3 separate regions of the Macaca mulatta genome follow, and regions 2 and 3 are each linked to region 1. Evidence: chromatin contacts called from public Hi-C data. All regions are on one chromosome and are shown on one strand. Each heading gives the region's core, a stretch centred on a gene start, on an enhancer-like site or on the middle of the called end of the contact. The rest is flanking DNA. Distances are from core to core; before and after follow the strand shown.

Region 1 (2,876 bases), core at 141-2,640:
TGACAGCCACTCTGACAGCCTTGGCTTTGCAAACCTGGCCATCTCTTCTCCCCATTTTGGTCTCATCCTTCCTGCCCTTCCCCACTCCCCATCTTTACAGTTCAGGAAGAGACAGAACACCTGGGAAGGGTGCCTCCTCCATTCTCCCACCTCCAGGGCAAGCCCCACTCTTCCCAGAACAATGTTCATCTCTTCCCACTGTCACTGAACATAGACACTCCTTCACCTAAACGCCAGGTCTAAACTAGGTCTAAATTAAGCCTCTTAGGAAGCAGTTCAAATAATAATTCAAAAACTAAAACAAAATAATCCTTCGTTATCTCCCATTTCGTGTTAGTTTCCTGTGCCAAACACTTTATGTACATTACCTATCATCCCCTTTGGGTGGTGTGATCAACCTCAATTCAATTTGCAGAGGAGAAAACTGAAGTTGAAGGAGGTTAAACAACTGGGCTAGGATCACCCAACCCAGAAATGACGTCACATGGACGGCCGCCTCTCCCAATCCATTTTTCTTTTGGTTTTGCCCTCTGAGGGGGTGAAAAACAGGTCTCCAGTGACCTTGTGGATCCTGGAAGCGCCCTTCAGCTCAAACCCTTCGCCTTTAGGAACTCCTGGGTTCTGCCAACCCCTACTTCAACAGGGTTTGCAGCGAGGACTATGGCTCAGAGAAAATAACTGAATTCTAAATGCGTGGCCACAGCCAATCCCAGGGCCCCTGCACCCAATTCTCCAGGAAAGGCTGGCAGGTGCGGGGTGGGGTGCGCTCTGTACGAGGGTGGGTGGGAATTTCGATGCGCCGAGGTGCAATTAGCTCACTCTTGCCGGGGCCTCGGGCGGAGCCAGGGCCAGGGGCGGGGCGAGACCGGGGTCCATGGCGGAGTCAGGTTTGGAGGCTGACGTTAGCCCTGGGGGGACTGGGAAGGGGTGGGGCTTGGGACTGGGGCGGGGCCGGGTCCCGGGGCGGAGCCAAGATTGTAGTCCTACTGTAGTCCTGGTGGGGCGGGGCGAGGGAGGGGCCGGAACTGGGGCTGGGCCGAGACCCGGGGCGGAGCCAGGGCTGGAGTCTTGCGGGACGGGACGGGACGGGGAGGGGCGGGGAGGGGCGGGGAGGGGCGGGGAGGGGCGGGACCGGGGCGGGGCTGGGACTCGGTGCGAAGCAAAGGTGAGTTTCGAGGGTCAGGGCGGGGCCGGAGCCAAGTGCGGAGCGAAGAACTGAGTCTGGCGGGGTGGGGCGGGCCGGGCCAGGGCTGGGTCCGGGGCGGGGCGGGCTTAGACGGGGCGGAGGAAGGGGCGGTGCCGGGGCGGGCTGGGGCTAGAATGGTCTCAGAACTGCCGAGGGCTGGAGGGAAAGCAAGGGGAGGGGCGGGGGGAGGGGCGGAGGGAGGGGATTCGGCAGCTCCAGCTCAGCTCGCTCGGCGCACCCACGCCTCGCTGCCCAGCTTCCTGCCCCCCACCTGGGCATGCGCCCCCCACCCCACCGGTCCCCCAGAACCCGCGCCATCCCCCGGAGCCTCCCCAGAGCTGGCCGCGCAGGATGGGCGCCCTCAGGCCCACGCTGCTGCCGCCGTCGCCGCCGCTGCTGCTGCTGCTGCTAATACTAGGTAAGTCAGGCCCCCGTTCCGGTTCCCGGCCCCGCCGGGCAGGTGCCTGCCACCCAGCACCTCCCGAGCATTTCGGGGCTCCTCACATCCTCCTCCGTCAGGGGTACCTCCAGCCTCCCCGGGGTCGGCGGCCAGCTGCGCTTTGTGGCTGCCCGCCGAGCCAGTCTTGGGAAGAGTGCAGGCTCCCCAGCTCTAAGTCAGGGAGTGGGGCACAGGGAGGACCCACTAAAGTGCTGCCCCAGGCACTGCTTGGCCTCCTGGGGCAGGCCCCACTTCTCAGCTAGCATACCCACGTCCTGGGGTCGCTGCACCAAATGCTGCGACTCCTTTCTGCCCCACACTCAGCTCCAGGCCTGGCCTTGGGTGCCCGCCCTGCGTGGGCAGTGCCTGCCCAGCTTCATAATTGCCCTAGAGTTGGCTGGAGGCCCAGAGGCCAGTTCTGCCCACGATCTTTGAAGTAAGTCTCTCCCAATTGCGCTCCACACACTTCATCAACTGGGGGCAGTTCTCTCTCTCACCCCCATCTCCATCCCAGGTTGGGTCCCTCTTTGCCCTTCTTCCTCTCTCCCAAATGGCACTTGGCTCTGCAGCCACCCATCAGTTTTCACACCCGCTTAGTTCCAGCTTCCTTGCCTCAGGAGAAACCAGGTTCCATGGAGACTGATCCTGGGATCTCAAAGCACCTTGTGCCTGCTGTGGTGGGTGTTCATGGTGGGTTGTTCTGGGCTAATCTTGCATGGATGCCTGGGGGTAATGACAGTGGAATTGTTTTTGGCCTGAACTGGAAGGCTGCCTGTAGGAGGTGGTCTGGGGAAGAGTATGGCGTGGAGAAGTGAAACTGCCAGTACAGATGTTGATGAGGCTGAAGCCCTTGAAATGAGAGTGAAGCGTGGAGGTGGGGATGGTGACTTCAGAGCTGCTGTTGTCAAGGCAGAGGCTGAAGGTAGCCCCAGCTGCCTGTTTCTAGACCAGGGCTCCACAGTGGCACCAAGCAAAGCCTTCCCCTGCTGCAGGTCCCTGGGCCCTGCAGGGCTAGGATGAGTCCTCTCCTTGGTCCCTGGGCAGGTGGCAGGAGGATGTACAGAGAGGAAGGCTCTGTGGGACCTGGGTTGCCTAGCACTTGCTGTGTTTTCCCCAGCGGGCAGCATGGAGCAGGGAGGAGCCCAGGGAGGTGGGGAAGTGCTGGCCTGTGGTTGAAAAAGGAGCACGCAGACGTCTGAGCACCCACTGCCTGTGGGCACTTACATTCATTTCACAAGTGAGGAAATTGAA
Region 2 (2,876 bases), core at 163-2,662, 180 kb before region 1:
TATCTCATCATACCTGCGGCTCACCTCCACTTAGCTACCTTACAGCAGGGGGTGGTCCTGATTTATCTCTTTGTCCTTGCTGTGCCCAGAACAAGACCTAAATAATAGGTGCTCTCCAAGTGCTAAAACAGATCTGTATGTGAAACAGTTGCTACATTCTTACAGATCTGAATAGAACAATTCCAAAGGAGGAAAGGGACGTCTAGAGTTACCTCTATCTGAGCATCCCCGGTGTTCACTCAGTTGGAGGTTGGGTTCTGTGTGGAGAAAAGGAGATTGGTCAGGGAAAGCAAGTCTATTACTAACTACTACATTCTAATTGCCCTGCTCAGTCCAAGGTCCCAGATGCTCTCTTTCTAACATTGAGTTCTAAGTTCCTGGCCCTGTGTCCTTTAATCAAACAGTTCTAATAGAGAATAGGAAATGAGAGATGCCACTAGATTGGGCAGACAGATGTGCCTGATTAGGGACTGCAAGAGCAAAGAGTGGCCAATGAGTGCCTACTAAGTTTTAAACCCTAGCCTAGGAGTTGGGCTTTACAGCAGCGAAGACAACAGACGAAAATCTTCGCCTTCATAGTGTTTAAATTCTGCACGGTGGGAAGCGGAGAATAAACAAGCACGGTAGATAATATGTCAGATAGTGTTCAGTGTTAAGAAGAAAAGGAATGGCCAAGTAAAGTGTTTCAGAGAAGATAACATTTGAATGAAATAATGAAGTGAAGCCGGGCGCAGTGGCTCACGCCTGTAATCCCAGCACTTTGGGAGGCTGAGGTGGGTGGATCACCTGAGGTCAGTAGTTCGAGACCAGCCTGGCTACCCAGACTGGCCAACAAGGTAAAACCCCGTCTCTACTAAAAATACAAAAATTAGCCGGATGTGGTGGTGCATGCCTGTAATCCCAGCTACACGGGAGGCTGAGGCAGGAGAATCGCTTGAACCCAGGAGGCCAAGGCTGCAGTGAGCCAAGATAGCGCCACTGCATTCCAGCCTAGGCGACAGAGCGAGACTCCGTCTCAACAAAAGAAGTGAGAGAAAGTAGTATGTTATGTACCATAATTGTCATATCAATCATATATGTATAGATTCTGGTTATTTGTAGGCAGTTTGTCTCAATCTAGCCTACTCATAGCTCAGGAAGAAATAATGAAAGAGCTTCGCCAGGTAATTTGGGAAGTTGAAAGGAGTCCGGGCCTCTAAAACCAGGCAGAAAATAACACTATCTTATCCTTAATTCTGTGTTTCACAGGCGAAAGGGGAAAAATACCCAAAACAGAAACTCAAAGCTTCCTGGCCCTTTAAAAATGGCGGTTCCGCACTGGCCAACAATACCATTGGTTGCCCGAGGCAGAAGAGGGCAGGAACGAAGGGGTGGAGGGCGTGGCGGCGCCGAGGGGTCCCGCCTCCTACGGCAAGTCGGAGGTAGCAAGATGGCGGCCGCTGAGGAAGACTGTGGTGTCGGGGCAGAAGCAGACAGGGAATTGGAGGAGCTTCTGGAAAGTAAGAGCCCATAGTGGGAAAGGCCCGAAGAGGGCAGTTGTGAGGACCCATTCCGGGCGTTAAGTGAACCTGAGATATTAGGGACAGGGCGGGAGAGGATCTCCAAAGGTTAAATGGGGGCGGAGAGTCTGACCGCGAGCCCCCCAAAAATCTCTGGGTCATCCTGCCCCACCTCCGCGACTGGAGCTGGGGAACTCACCTGGGGTCCCCCAGTGGTCCAGATTGTGGATGTTTCCGCAGGACGGCGTTTCATGATACCTCTCCAAACTCCTCTTTCTTTAGGTTACTAAGTTCTTAAAGTCCGACTTCAGCAGCAGCAGCAGCAGCATTTGGTTCTTGTTGGGTAGCGAACCACGCACTCACTGATTGCTTACATTAACTCCTAGCAAGCTCGTGGCCCATGCTGCTGCGCCTCGTCCTGCCTTCCTTGACATGAAAGACACTTTTTTCCTCGTAGTCCTTTTCTCTTTCTCTCGTTAGGCCCCTTAACAGTTCTTTCATCTTGTTAGTAGCTCAAGCGGACTCCTTTCCCTTATTTTGAGAAACTGAGGATGTGGCGATTTCAGGGGAAAGCAGTTCACCCTCCTGAAAGACGGTGGATGTTTTCTTAGCATTACTGTCCACTCCCCTGTTGGCTTCCTGCCCAGAGTGGGGCCAGTGCTCTCTCCCTGGGCCTGGCAAGCAGAATGGTGGTGAGGACACAGGCTTTTCAGGGCAGAGGTGAATTTGTAATCTCTTGCTCAATCACAGAGATGTGGGCAGGCAGAAGAATGAACAGAAACGCTGAGGAGTGCCAAGTGACTGTAAATTAGCCTACGGTTATCTGCAAAGATCAGACCAAAAGGAGCTCTAGGAGGTTGTGGGAGAGCACTAAACTGGAGAATAAGAGAAGATAGTTTAATGCCTTACCATGGAATGTAGTATGTGGTCCCTCAGTCTGTGCTGGTACCAGTACCAACAGGAAGCTGGGTGGGATGTCATGTGCCTTCTCACCAAGTTATTCCTTTTAGAGCTCCAGAGTGAGTTCAGAGGGATGAGGACATCTGTGTTCTCTACTCCTGTTGGGTATTTATTTGTATGGGATTTCTAGGGAATCATTAGGTTGTGGCAAGGGAGACACTATAGATGGAGATGTCTCTGCAGAAATTTTTAATCCTCTCCTCCCAGCTCTGAGATGGATACTTGTTCCACCGTCAGGGATTTCTTGCCTTTGCTCACAATAAATTAGGTAATCTGGAAGGAAGTAGGAGGCTCATTGAGGGTGGTCTGGGGAGGTGGGGGCCTCAAGGCGGAAAATTGAGGAAAGTTGGCAATTTGAAAAATCATATTCCTAATGCTTTGCCCAGAAACCACCCAGCCTTGCTTGCATCCTCATCT
Region 3 (2,876 bases), core at 238-2,737, 160 kb before region 1:
GAAAAAAACAATGCAGAGGAAGGGGATAGAGGAGAATAATGGCATGAGGTTTCATTTTAGTTAAAATAGTCAAGAGCTGCCTGCCTTAGGAAGTAGGATTTCAATAGTCACTTCAAGTCTAGTAAAGATCTAGTAGATGAACATTCCAAGAAAAGGAAAAAACCTTAGGGCTGGGACATGCTTTGATTGGAGTGACAGTAAGGCTAGTGAGGCTAGAACAGAGCTAGGCAGTGCGGGAGGAGATGAATCAGATAAATAGGCAGGTGCTAGATCAGATCATGTAGGGCCCTTCTTAGAGGCAACTGATTTTTTGATGGCCTCTAAGGCTATCATACTTTTGACTTTTATTATGTGATGGGAAGCTACTGGAGGTTTTGAACAAGGTGGGGACTGGGGAAATAATACGACCTTACTTTTTTTTTGAGATGGAGTCTCATTCCATCACCCAGGCTGGAGTGCAGTGGTGCGATCTCAGCTCACTGCAACCTCCACCTCCGGGTTCAAGCGATTCTCCTGCCTCAGCCTCCCAAGTAGCTGGGATTGCAGGCACGCTCCACCACGCCGGGTAATTTTTTTTTTTTTTTTTTGTAATTTTAGTAGAGACGGGTTTCACCATGTTGGCCTGGTTTTGAGCTCCTGACCTCAAGTGATCCGCATCCGCCCACATCCGCCTCCCAAAGTGCTGGGATTACAGGCATAAGCCACCGCGCCCGGCCAGACCTTACATTTAAAAAAATCACTCTGGCTGCCTTATGTTTAATTGCAATGGCAATAATGGAAGTAGACAAACGAGGTAAGTTTCTATTGCGGTAGTCTTAAGTAATATATAATGACTTGGACTAGGAGAGTAGCGGTAGGGGAGGTGAGAAAGGGTCAGATTTTTGCACCCTGGCCTTCTGGTTGGAAAAAAAAAAATTCCCCAGCTTGGCAGCTGGGATTAATCCTCTGCACGGTTCCTGTAGGCGTCATAACGAAACAGGGTACAACAGTCACCCCATATCACCCGATATGGGAACTTTTACCACACCACCCCTCTTCAGAAAAGAGCCTCTGGAATAGCTACACCTCAAGCTACTGAGCCCCTTCTTTAAGAATACGTAAATGGAGACTCTGAGGGGAAAATGGGCCTCGATAGTATAGAAACCACTTAAGGAAACGAAGTCCTGAAAGGAAACGGGTATTTTCAGAAAAATCCTTGTGGCAATCATTGCTCGTTCCCAGTATTCAAAAACGGCAAAATTGGCCATCATCCAGGAGGTAGCCTGGCAATTTAGTTTATTTCTATCACAACTCTGGGAAGCCCCTAACTCGCATTTGTTTTGAGTATCACAAGAAAAGCAAGCCCAAAGAAACTACAAAAACAACTTTGCCTCTTCGGTAATGCGCACGCGCCCCTCCCTCTGTTTTCCGTTGGTCTTAAGCCCCGCCCCTTGTGCGTCCTTCGAGGAGGGTTGCGAGCCGTGAGCTCGCGCGACCACTCTTCCCTCAGTCTTCTCGAGCACATCGTCGCAAACGGGGCCGGAAAGCGTGGCAGCGCAGGCGCAAGCGCAGAGAGCGGAGGCGGTGGTGGTGGCGGCCGCTGGCCAGTGTAAGATGGCGGCGGCGTTGGTGGTGGCAGTGGACGGGGCGGCTGGGCCTGGAACAGTCGGAGCAGCCGCTAGCAGAAGGATGACCCAAGACGGGAAGCGGGCTGCTGAGCCTCGCCGATTCCCGTGCTTGTAACTGCCCCAGCCGGACACCCCCCCCCTTGACCTTACCCGGTCTGTGTCTCGTTCCGGCTCGGCCTGCCCCCTCTCCGCTCCCCAGCCGGTTTCCCTTAAGGATGGGCCTGACCCCTTTCCCAAGCTCTTAGCGCTCAGGTCTTTTCCTTCCGCCGACCCGAAGTCATCGCCGGGAATACTGGTTGTCCTTTCCTCAGGTCAGCCCTGGGGTTGCCCCCAAGAGCCAGCCCCACAGTTCACAGGGACGCCTTGCTTCGTTGGGTGACCCATTTGTGCGCTCCTATTTCTCCCCTTAGATTGAGGGACATGGCTCGCCCTGCGTCTCCCCCTCACCTCAGGGCCACCGCGCAATGGGTCCCCCTCCCCCATCCCAAGTTCCCAGGCCCAGCACTTTGTACGGAAGGCGGAGGTCCAAGAATCCCGGAGTCGGTTGTTGCCTTGTGGTCTTGTACCCTTTGTGTTATAATTCTCTTAGTTTACCTCCTCTAACTCCCAAATCTTTTAGGATATCTTAGAACGGTCCCATTTGGTCCCTGTTAGTTGGAAAGCATCTGGTGGCTTGAATTTCTGACTCATGATTGTTACTGGAGTCTCTGTAAACAAACCGGCACTAGCGCTATCACATTCTCTCCGGGATTTCCCCCTCTGCTCTGTGGCTTCTTGTTGAGAGGTTGTTTGGTTATGGTTTAGCGTTAAAAAGATTCAGGTTATCCTTTTAAATGACTTTACGTTTTAGTGGAGCTGGGAGATTACTTGCCTGGCTTCTAATCTTCATGTTGGTTCATTTTATTTCCATATGCGTGTGGGTTATTCAGTAATTAGAATTAGATAAATTATTCTGCTTTTAAATAGTTTTGAGAAGGCCTAAACATACTGAAGTGTATTCATAAATATTTTTATTATGTTCAGTAGAAGACACACCTTTGCCATGTAAATTTTAACTTTTCTCAGTCCTTCAGTGAATCGACAGACCTATTTTCTCAGGAGCTCAACCTGGCCTTACTTCAGTGATAAAAGGAGGAAAGGTGAGTGGGAGTTGGAGGCATTAAAATTCTTGAGTTCAAGACAGACTACCCTGATGCTCAACTGCTGACCACTACAGTCATAAAATTCCTACCAGTTTCCCAAAGAGTTTGGGTGTTGTTCTTGGCTTTG

Evidence for each region. Hi-C and Micro-C count contacts between places; a contact is called where the count stands out from the background.
Region 2: a Hi-C map of fetal cortex germinal zone shows a contact between it and region 1, with 2.4 times the contacts expected there. The contact joins the promoter of PEX19 here to the promoter of IGSF8 in region 1. A contact is called at or near these places in 5 of 14 Hi-C or Micro-C datasets (CD4 T cells, cortical neurons, fetal cortex germinal zone and 2 more).
Region 3: a contact with region 1 is called in a Hi-C map of fetal cortical plate, with 2.9 times the contacts expected there. The contact joins the promoter of DCAF8 here to the promoter of IGSF8 in region 1. A contact is called at or near these places in 3 of 14 Hi-C or Micro-C datasets (fetal cortex germinal zone, fetal cortical plate and liver).

The regions. Positions count from the first base shown.
Region 1 is chr1:106,786,281-106,789,156 of T2T-MMU8v2.0, forward strand. IGSF8 (immunoglobulin superfamily member 8) reads left to right here and starts at 1,391. Exons shown (of 7, transcript XM_077940637.1): 1 at 1,391-1,646. It also overlaps a transcript of ATP1A2 not described here.
Region 2 is chr1:106,602,262-106,605,137 of T2T-MMU8v2.0, forward strand. It overlaps PEX19 (peroxisomal biogenesis factor 19), which reads left to right and starts at 1,413. Exons shown (of 8, transcript XM_077941069.1): 1 at 1,413-1,499. The coding sequence starts at 1,430. LOC114670148 (a long non-coding RNA gene) reads right to left here and starts at 2,189. Exons shown (of 3, transcript XR_003719637.2): 1 at 1,699-2,189; 2 at 213-257.
Region 3 is chr1:106,624,014-106,626,889 of T2T-MMU8v2.0, forward strand. DCAF8 (DDB1 and CUL4 associated factor 8) reads left to right here and starts at 1,488. Exons shown (of 13, transcript XM_077940826.1): 1 at 1,488-1,588; 2 at 2,631-2,746. LOC144330274 (a long non-coding RNA gene) reads right to left here and starts at 2,286. Exons shown (of 2, transcript XR_013396302.1): 1 at 2,113-2,286; 2 at 1,243-1,636.